Linked DNA regions of Mus musculus: region 1 is linked to region 2. A link is a contact called in public ChIA-PET data. All regions are on one chromosome and are shown on one strand. Each heading gives the region's core, a stretch centred on a gene start, on an enhancer-like site or on the middle of the called end of the contact. The rest is flanking DNA. Distances are from core to core; before and after follow the strand shown.

Region 1 (4,313 bases), core at 713-3,212, 300 kb before region 2:
TCTCAATTAAATCTTTCTGAAAACACCCTCACAGACACGCCCAGCGGTTTGAAATCCAGTGGGCGTGGACAGCAAAACCAAGCCATCACACACAGACAGAGAGAACAGTCTGGGTAGAGGGTGCACCAGGGCAGCTTGCTGTCCGTCCCCACGGTCTGTGTCCCAGGTTCCTGATCCTTGTTGTCCAGCCTCTGAAGACCTTGCAAACAGGTTCTGCCCGGGCATGCCTGCAGCCTGCCATTCTCACTGGACAAATTAGCTCTCATGAGCTGACCTCTTCACACCAGGGTAGGTGCCTGGAGACATCCTGCCTCTGACACTTCCCTCAGGGGCTACAGGAGTATGACCTATAAGACCTATACCTGCTAACTTGGGTTGTCAGGGACTGAAGCCTCTTACAAAGAAACAAAGAACATGGTAGCAGCCATCTGTTTTTTACTAAGATAGCTCTGCGAGCAGAAACACAGAATCTTTGTTCCCATCTTCCTGTTTCTTAAATGCATATCCGCTCGCAGTTGCTGAGAATTAAAACCGTCAATGCGATTTCTCCTAAATAATTCCCCAGGAAAACACTTAAGCCCTCCATTCATTATCTAAATGTAACTTGAGGACGGGGACAGAAGAGTTATTTCAGAGAGAAAATAATCAAGGAATCATTTATCAGTCTCCCTGCCCTTTGTCTAACAAACCTAACGAGTGTGATGTCCCTGTTGACGGGCGCTGTCAGGCCCCGCACAGAGGAGAAACAGAGGCAGACTGGGCAGCTTTTCAGACCTCAGTGCCATGTTCTCAGCAGAAGCAGGGTTATAGTGCCTACCTGGAGATGCAAGTGCCCACACCGGAGAACAGATTCTCAGCCTGGTGAGCACTTGGAAATAGATACACACTTGTCTCAGCTAGATAAGCCGGGCTCTGCTCCGTGCCTGTTGATGGTGCGTAATTTTGTAATTAGGACTTGATAGACTCAAAGGAGGTTTGTTAAACAGCTCCTTATATATATTTTATTTGCTTAATCATTTGTTTATTTTATAGGGAGGACAGCTGGTACGATGGAGCGCATGGGGGTCAGAGGACAACTTGTGGGAGTCAGTTCTCACCTTCACCATGTGGGTCTTTGAAATCAAACTTGGTCCTCGGTCTTGGTGGCACGAGCCCCTACCCTCTGAGGCATCTCGCGCTCCCTTTATTGAGCATCTCTTGACACAGCTTCCATGTTTCTTTACTGGAGGTTTCACCCACGTCCACAGTTTTAAATTTGCCACCCAATCCTTTCTCTGATACTTATTTGCCTACTTGCTCTGAAGTTCATTTCTCTTCCAGTAATCAGCCTCGGGAGTTCTTACTGTTCACGATGGTTGGGAAATCAGAGATAGACAGGAGGCTGGGCTTCTCTCAGAGCGTTCCCACGGTAGGGAACCCCTGCCCGGGTGATGTGCAGTGAGCATGCCCGTTCGGTGGGTGACAGCTGCTGGGACGGCAAAGGATGTGTTTGAGGTGGTGGTGTTTGTATGGAAAAAGTCATGTACTCATCAGGAAGAAATTCTCTCTGGATTGCCTAGACTCACATAGAGGCTCAGCAACAGCAGCAGCATGAGCCAGAACCCCTCCCGCTGTGCTTCACCCCCAAGAGGCTTGCACTGAAGGTGGCTTTCAACATGGGCTGACAGGAAACCTAAAGTGGCTGCTGATATCCTGCCACATGGCTGCATGGTTTTAGTTGTAGCACTTGGGGGAATAACATACTCTTCTGAGAAATGTAGGGAATGAAAAAAAAATCTCACACAAAAATTTAGCTATTTAAAAATGAAGCTATTTCTATGCATGGGGAACTTTTTTTTTTCTTTCAAATTAAAGGTTGGCAGTAGCATTCGTCAGTGTTACCAGTGTGACAGTCTGTGAGACCCAGTTTCCTTCAACATTGGGCCACCCTGCTAAGGGTGCGTTTGTCACTGACCTCAACGCCTGTCAGGAAAGGAAGACCTTTGAAAGTCCCAGAGACCTTGAATCCTTTCTCATCGCCTGAGGCTCTCAGAGGACCTGAGTGATTGATTATGACTCAGTCAGAAGTACTTAATTTTTTTACTACTTATTCTTTGAGATTGTGTGTTTTGGTTGTATGTGTGAGTTTGATGTCTATTTCTTTGTGTGTGTCTATGTGTATGTGTGCACATGTGTGCACACTCATTTGGAAAGATGTTTCCAGTGTGCTACACTGAGCCTCACTTCAGGGACTCTGGTTTCCCTGAAGGGGGAGTTCTCCTCACCACTATTATAAGCAGCCAGGGCTGAGAACTGGTCCACTTTTGCACCCAGTTTATCTATCCAGTTCAGATGAGCTCATGCATTCTGGACCTGGCTCGTTATCAGGAGCCTGGCAGACTTCTTAAATGTTTTGTAGGGATCTCTGTTTGGATTTTGGTTTCCCCCATGCTGCCCAAGCAAAGTTAATTACTTCCTGTGTGATAACTTACCCGAGCCTCTTTGATCTCACTTATGTGGAATTATTGTTTTTTTTTTTTTTTTTCCGGTTCTGTCTGCCTATGTAGACAGTCTTCTCTGAGGCAGAGACTGTGTGCCGTGCATATGAGAGTCTCTGCCTTGGACACAAGCTGGCACTGACAATAGCTCTGTCGGTGTCCAGGGATAGAAAGATGGACACAACACTGAAAGAAAAAAAGGTATGACGTGTGGTTTAGTATTGGCTGCAAAATGCCTCTGTAAACACTGTCAAAGATAGCTATGTAGACAAACCTCTGCTTTCTTGTACTATCACCAGTATTCATCAGAATTATGGCAGCTATCGTCCTTTTATTAAATGATTTAGACCAGTAAACTACATCTGGAAATGAGGAACATACAGAGATGGGGAGGGGGGGTAATCAAGAGTGGAGGAGCAGGCTCACTAAGCCATAATCAAGTTGAAATCACTTCAGCTGGGGAGCAGACCCACTGTGAGGCTGTCAGGACAGTCCTTAGGCCTTCTGCGATGGGTAGAAGGTATGTGCCTGGCTGGGTTTGTCCTGGTTCCACAGTCTGGGCTGGATGAAGTGCTTAGATTTCCTGTAGACCTGTCCATTCTGAATGACCATGTTCATCCTGTGAAGCCATGGGTATCGCTTCAAAGATGATTTTAACACTCATTTCCCTTTCCAACTTGCGATGGGATTTCAGAGCTTTGCTAGCCTCGCTGATTATTAGCCCTTTCTGGGCTCAGTAATGAGAAGTAAGGAAATCCATGGTTTAGCCTGAGTCAAGCAGCATAAAGTGTGGGGCTCCGGGTAGGCTTCCCCTCGTGGCCCACGAGGAAGCCTGTCAGGCACTCCTGCACAGAGCCATGGGAGCAAGAATTCCAACCAAGTCCACAGAGCCTGGACAAGCAGTCACTTTGGAGCAGGCGATGCATTTATTCAGTAAATAACCTGCTCCCCTGTGTGTGCTAGGCATGGCGATTAGATTCCGTCCCTTCCTGGTGGAAGCTCCGTCCACTTAGGAGTTGAAGATTCTCCTCCAAAGAAGCCCAGAGAAGCCCACACTGCCCTCATGTTTACCCCCCTCCAAGTATTTAAAGTCCCATTGCCCCAAGGGGATGCTAGCAAGATCCAGGACACTGGAAGACAGGTCATAGGGCAGAACTCTTGTGACCAGGATTAGAGTGATCTCCTAAAGGGGGCTGGAGGAAACCCCAGCATATCCAGCCACAAAGAAGACACCGCTTAAGAGGAAGAGGGCTGACAAGAAACCTGCTGAGGCAGCAAACCTGCTGGTGGCTTATATCAGGATTCCCATCCTGTGGGAAGTAATATGGGTATGGTAGCACACCTATAATGCCAACGCAGGGAAATAGAGGCCAGAAAGTCTGGAGTTCAAGGTCAGCCTTGGTTACATAGTGAGTTCAAGGTCAGTCTGAGCTACATGTGAACTGTCTCAAAACAGCAAACAGTAAATGAGACAGATCCATATAAATAGCTTTTGTTGTTTATGACCCACCCAGGCTGAAGTATTTCATTAGAGGAGCCTAAACACACTAACACAGTGTAGCCTGACACACGTGCACGCACACACACAGACACACACATGCATACACACACACACACACACACACACACACACACACACACACACACCTTGGCCTTACTTTTGCCAAACAGTGCACCACTGATAACCAGGTTTTTTCCAGCCCTATGGTTTGTTCCCAGAGGAGGAAGGCAGAGGAACCCAGTCTTCTGGGCTTTTTGTCTCCTACCCTCTTCTGTCTGCTTGCTGTCTCTGAGGTGGACCTTGGGACTTGTACAGACTCCAGAGTGACATCCACC
Region 2 (3,987 bases), core at 614-3,113:
TCGGGGCAATGAGAAAAGTCCCCGAATCTCCGACAGGGAAACTGAGGCTGGAGTAGATCCTGAGGTTTCAACACGTTCATAGCAATCATCATGGTTCATTTGAGGATTTGAAAAGTGAAGAGAAAATACGTTTTCAGCCAAAGTCAAGGGAGGTCCACAGAGTCATCTGCACAAGAAGCAAAGTCAACCGGCTGATGCTCTACTGTGCAGAAGATCTCCCCCCTGCCATCTCTGCATGCAGAGTACTGGGGCAGGGGTGTCTTTTAGCTGTGAGCCAAAGAGGGAATTCCATCCTGGCTGAAAGCTTGCCTGCCTGTGAAGCAGTCTGCAGGTGGGAGGTGAGAGCATCCGCACAGCAAGAAAGACCGGGCTGTGCCAGCCACACAGCTGTGCACAGCTGCTCAGCTTTGTCTCCAACTGCTCATGTTAAACAGCTGCACATTACCAAAGAGGCTCTACCCTCCTCTCTTCTTCATCCTAGTTCTTTTTAATCAGAAAAGGAAAGCCAAGACTGCACCAGCAACCCTGCTGTCTGCTGTATGCAGGTGCCATTCCTTGGTCTTGGGGAGTGGAGTCAGAAACTCCCACAATCAATAGTGTTTCTCTTCCAGCTCCTGTGCAGGTCTAAGCCTGATGTCTCATTGCACAATGGTACCTTACTGTCATCTATGCATGTCTTGGCTGTATTCTCAGCTATACTGGGATTCAGGTGACCACAGCTCATAAGTCAGGCCTGCCTGGAAAGTCTACTTTTCAGTGATTCAAAGTCCCCCTGGCAAAAATCATGATTGTTGTATCTACTGGAAAGTGCACAATAGGTCCACAGTGAATTGTTGTGTGTCATTGTGGAGAGGGGTCCTCAGGGGCAAGCTAGAGATTCAGGCAGGTCAGGGGTCAGTCCAAAAGTTGGCAGGTCAAAGGACAAAGAAAGGCCAAGGTTTGAATTTGGGGCCAAAGACAGGAAGAGGCTTTCTATTCAAGGCATCCGCACCCCTAATCCACACTCTTCAGGGTTTTAGTCCCAGCCAGGTCTTCAGTTGTTTGGAGGACACACACACACACACACACACACACACACACACACACACTGGCAAAGCCAATCTGCCTTTCCCAGTCTATTGCATCGTGTGTGAATCCCATCCAAACAACCTCAAAATGCATTTTACCAAGCAGCAGGGCACCTCATGCCTAGTCAGATGCCATAGAACTTAACCATCATGCTAAACAGCATGTAAAACACTCTTTTTAACAAGCCAACCCATTGGCTAGCTAACCCTCTTCAGAGAATGGAGCCATGCGAAAGACCCAAGCTGTTCGAGTACCTGAACTCTCCTCCCTGGCTTCTATGACTGTTAAGAAATGAAGAAATCACAAACAAAATCATTTTCACTGTCAAGTGTTTTTATGTCATTTTTACCAATGTTTCGCTTCTGAAAAGAGAAGTCAGAAGAACAGAAGAACAATTCCCCAAGCAGACCTCAGATGCTCTGCACCCTTCTTTCTGCTTATAATGTACTGAAGTTTGACATGTGGAGCCAAACGCACTTCTTAACTGAACAGAAAAGAAAGAATTCTCATAAATAAGCTGTGTCTATTACACACACACACACACACACACACACACACACACACACACACACACAAGAATGCAGCCTCTAAAATGGGAGGCTTTCTAGTTTTATATCCTTTCATACCCTCTGTGTAGCTGGGGGCGATCTTGCTGAAGAACTAACACATTCATGGCTCTCTCCACATAAATGGCTCCCCCACCTCACAAGGACATCTGGGTCAGGTCTAAGTGAAGCTTCCTAGCAGGACCAGACCGCCCTCACCACTCAGCCATTCCCACCAGCCTTCTTACTCACTAGAGACAGCGAGCTCACAGCTTTTCAAATTTGCAGAGAATGTCTGTGCCATTGTCCCTAACAGCTCTGCTCACTGTGGGTTTTCCCTAAATCCCCACAGATTGTCGACACCATCCCTAATGGTTTTCCATCTGTTGGTCCAGCGGTGTCTCAGGAGTCTTGTCTGAGTCTTCTCTAACACACATTTCTCACTCAACAATACAAGGCGGCCAAAGGAAATATGCAGTGTTTGTGGCGCATGGGGCGTGTCCTTAGCTGTTGGATTGTCTAGGGGGCGTGTCCTTGGCTGCTGGGTTGTCTAGGGGGCGTGCCCTTGGCTGTCCGGTTGTCTAGAGCATATAGTTTTTGGTTTAAGAATGTGTGTTAATTCACTCCGTATCCCTAGTGCCTCACGGGGTATAATGCTGAGTAAATGTGGGCAGAGCTAAGCTAAATTCCCAAAGACCAAGTCAAGCATTCATAGCAGCTTAATAAACGTCTGACCTTTCTTTGTTATACGCTCAGCAAACTCAGATACCTTTGCCCCAAGATAAGCTTCGATTAGGGAGTCAAAGCTGCAGTAAGAACATGAATCAGGGTGCTCCTGGACAGATGTGTGAGCACTGTGCATGCAGAAATAGAAAAGGCCCATGACCTGTTGCACTGAGAACTGATAAAAGAATCAGAAAAACAAAACCACGCCATGAATACAACCTTAAATGAGGTGGAAATCTGTGTGGAAGCTTGGAGGTGAAAATGGGGGGCGGGAGGTAGCGAGCGGTAATGTCCCGTATCGTATCGTGTGATGCTATGCTGTATTCGTATTTATCATGGTGTTTATTTGACATGTAAATTAGTTTAGAAAACACAACAGTGAGCTAGAACTAGAGAGGAGAGGGAGGAGGTGTGTGTTTATCTGCATGCCGTTCCTGTCCAGGAAAGGAAAGGAGCTCTCTTAGAACCAACTCTTCCTTAGAGGGAAGGGTTCTCACTGTGTAGCCCAGATGTCCTAGAACTGGCTGGCCTCAACCTCACAGGGTCCTTGCCTGCTTCTGCCTCCCGAGTGCTGGGATTAAAGGCGTGGTCCACCACACCTAACAATACGTCCAGCCCTTGAGTAGATTTTATACACCTGGGCTTGAGAAGCGCCAACAAGATTTTGAATGTTACCTCCCACAAAGAAATAACAAAATTTAGTAATTTACATAATTAAAAATTTAAATCCTATCAATTCAGTGACTCTCTATAAATCGACCTTACCATTCTCTGACATCTTAAGGGAAGAAAGCCATCTCCCTGATACTCCTGGGTGAATTTCAGATGAATGTAACTCAAAGTGAGAAGGAACTTCAGCCTAAAAGTATTAATGGCTTTTTAAAAAAAGTGACAGCTCAGATATAATGTATCAATCATCTAGCAATCTGCTTAGCTCTTTTTAATAAAAACCGTACAGATCATAATTCATGCAGTCTGGCATACCCAGCCAGGGGTTTTAAGTTGCTCTTTACTGTCAGTGTTTTCAGCTCTAACATTGTTGTTTCTTAGGCACAACATCCTGGGGACCCACACACTATCTTCCTGTGCTGTCAGGGGACCCACACTACCTTCCTGTGCTGTCAGGGACCCACACTACCTTCCTGTGCTGGTGACAGCTGGGCCAGGGAGCAGCAGCCGGCCCAAAACCACCTGCCAATTCTAACAGATATGGCCCATCAGGCGTTTGTTTGATGAGTGACTGCCCAAGCAATTGGATACTGTTTAGTGTGGAGACACCAATCACAAGGTGATGCCAAAGATCACGGCTTCGTAGGGAACAGGCAGGCTATAGGCCAGGTGACAAAAGGTAGAAAGAAAAATGCAGAGGTTACTGTGGGTGGTGAGTGGGAGCGGTTAGTGTCAGGAGAGGTAGGAGCGGGGAAACAGAATCAGAAGTGAACTGAGTCACAACACGAGCTAGTACCCCAGCGAGGGAGGAGAGAGTAGAGGCAGGCATGCGGCTACTGGCATGAAGCACTGGGGTGGGGGAGAGAAACAGGTAATTGAGTAGTGGGTCGTGCCTAGGGCGGGGTGAGCTTTGTTTGGGGTAGAATGCAGGGGCAACTAATGTATATAGGGAGTGAAGAGATGAAGGAGAAAGCCAAAG

Evidence for each region. ChIA-PET counts read pairs in DNA pulled down with a chosen protein or histone mark.
Region 1: an RNA polymerase II ChIA-PET map of memory CD8 T cells shows a contact between it and region 2, with 30 read pairs. The contact joins two enhancer-like sites. A contact is called at or near these places in 1 of 39 promoter capture datasets (hippocampal neurons), 5 of 484 Hi-C or Micro-C datasets (CD4 T cells, CD8 T cells and nephron progenitors) and 1 of 115 datasets of contacts at active chromatin or transcription factors (memory CD8 T cells).

What each region holds. Positions count from the first base shown.
Region 1 is chr3:153,238,665-153,242,977 of GRCm38.p6, reverse strand. All of the region lies in intron 3 of St6galnac3 (ST6 (alpha-N-acetyl-neuraminyl-2,3-beta-galactosyl-1,3)-N-acetylgalactosaminide alpha-2,6-sialyltransferase 3), which reads left to right. Among named protein-coding and RNA genes, the nearest start is that of Gm52634, 16 kb to the left of the region's middle. Within about 2 kb of position 1,962, at least 43 of the 459 cell types and tissues checked have an H3K27ac peak or open chromatin away from gene starts, as enhancers often do. A contact at or near this core is called in CD8 T cells and memory CD8 T cells, where this site is marked.
Region 2 is chr3:152,941,342-152,945,328 of GRCm38.p6, reverse strand. All of the region lies in intron 2 of St6galnac5 (ST6 (alpha-N-acetyl-neuraminyl-2,3-beta-galactosyl-1,3)-N-acetylgalactosaminide alpha-2,6-sialyltransferase 5), which reads left to right. The region is part of intron 2 of Gm46830 (a long non-coding RNA gene); the gene reads right to left. Among named protein-coding and RNA genes, the nearest start is that of St6galnac5, 39 kb to the left of the region's middle. Within about 2 kb of position 1,863, at least 42 of the 459 cell types and tissues checked have an H3K27ac peak or open chromatin away from gene starts, as enhancers often do. A contact at or near this core is called in CD8 T cells and memory CD8 T cells, where this site is marked.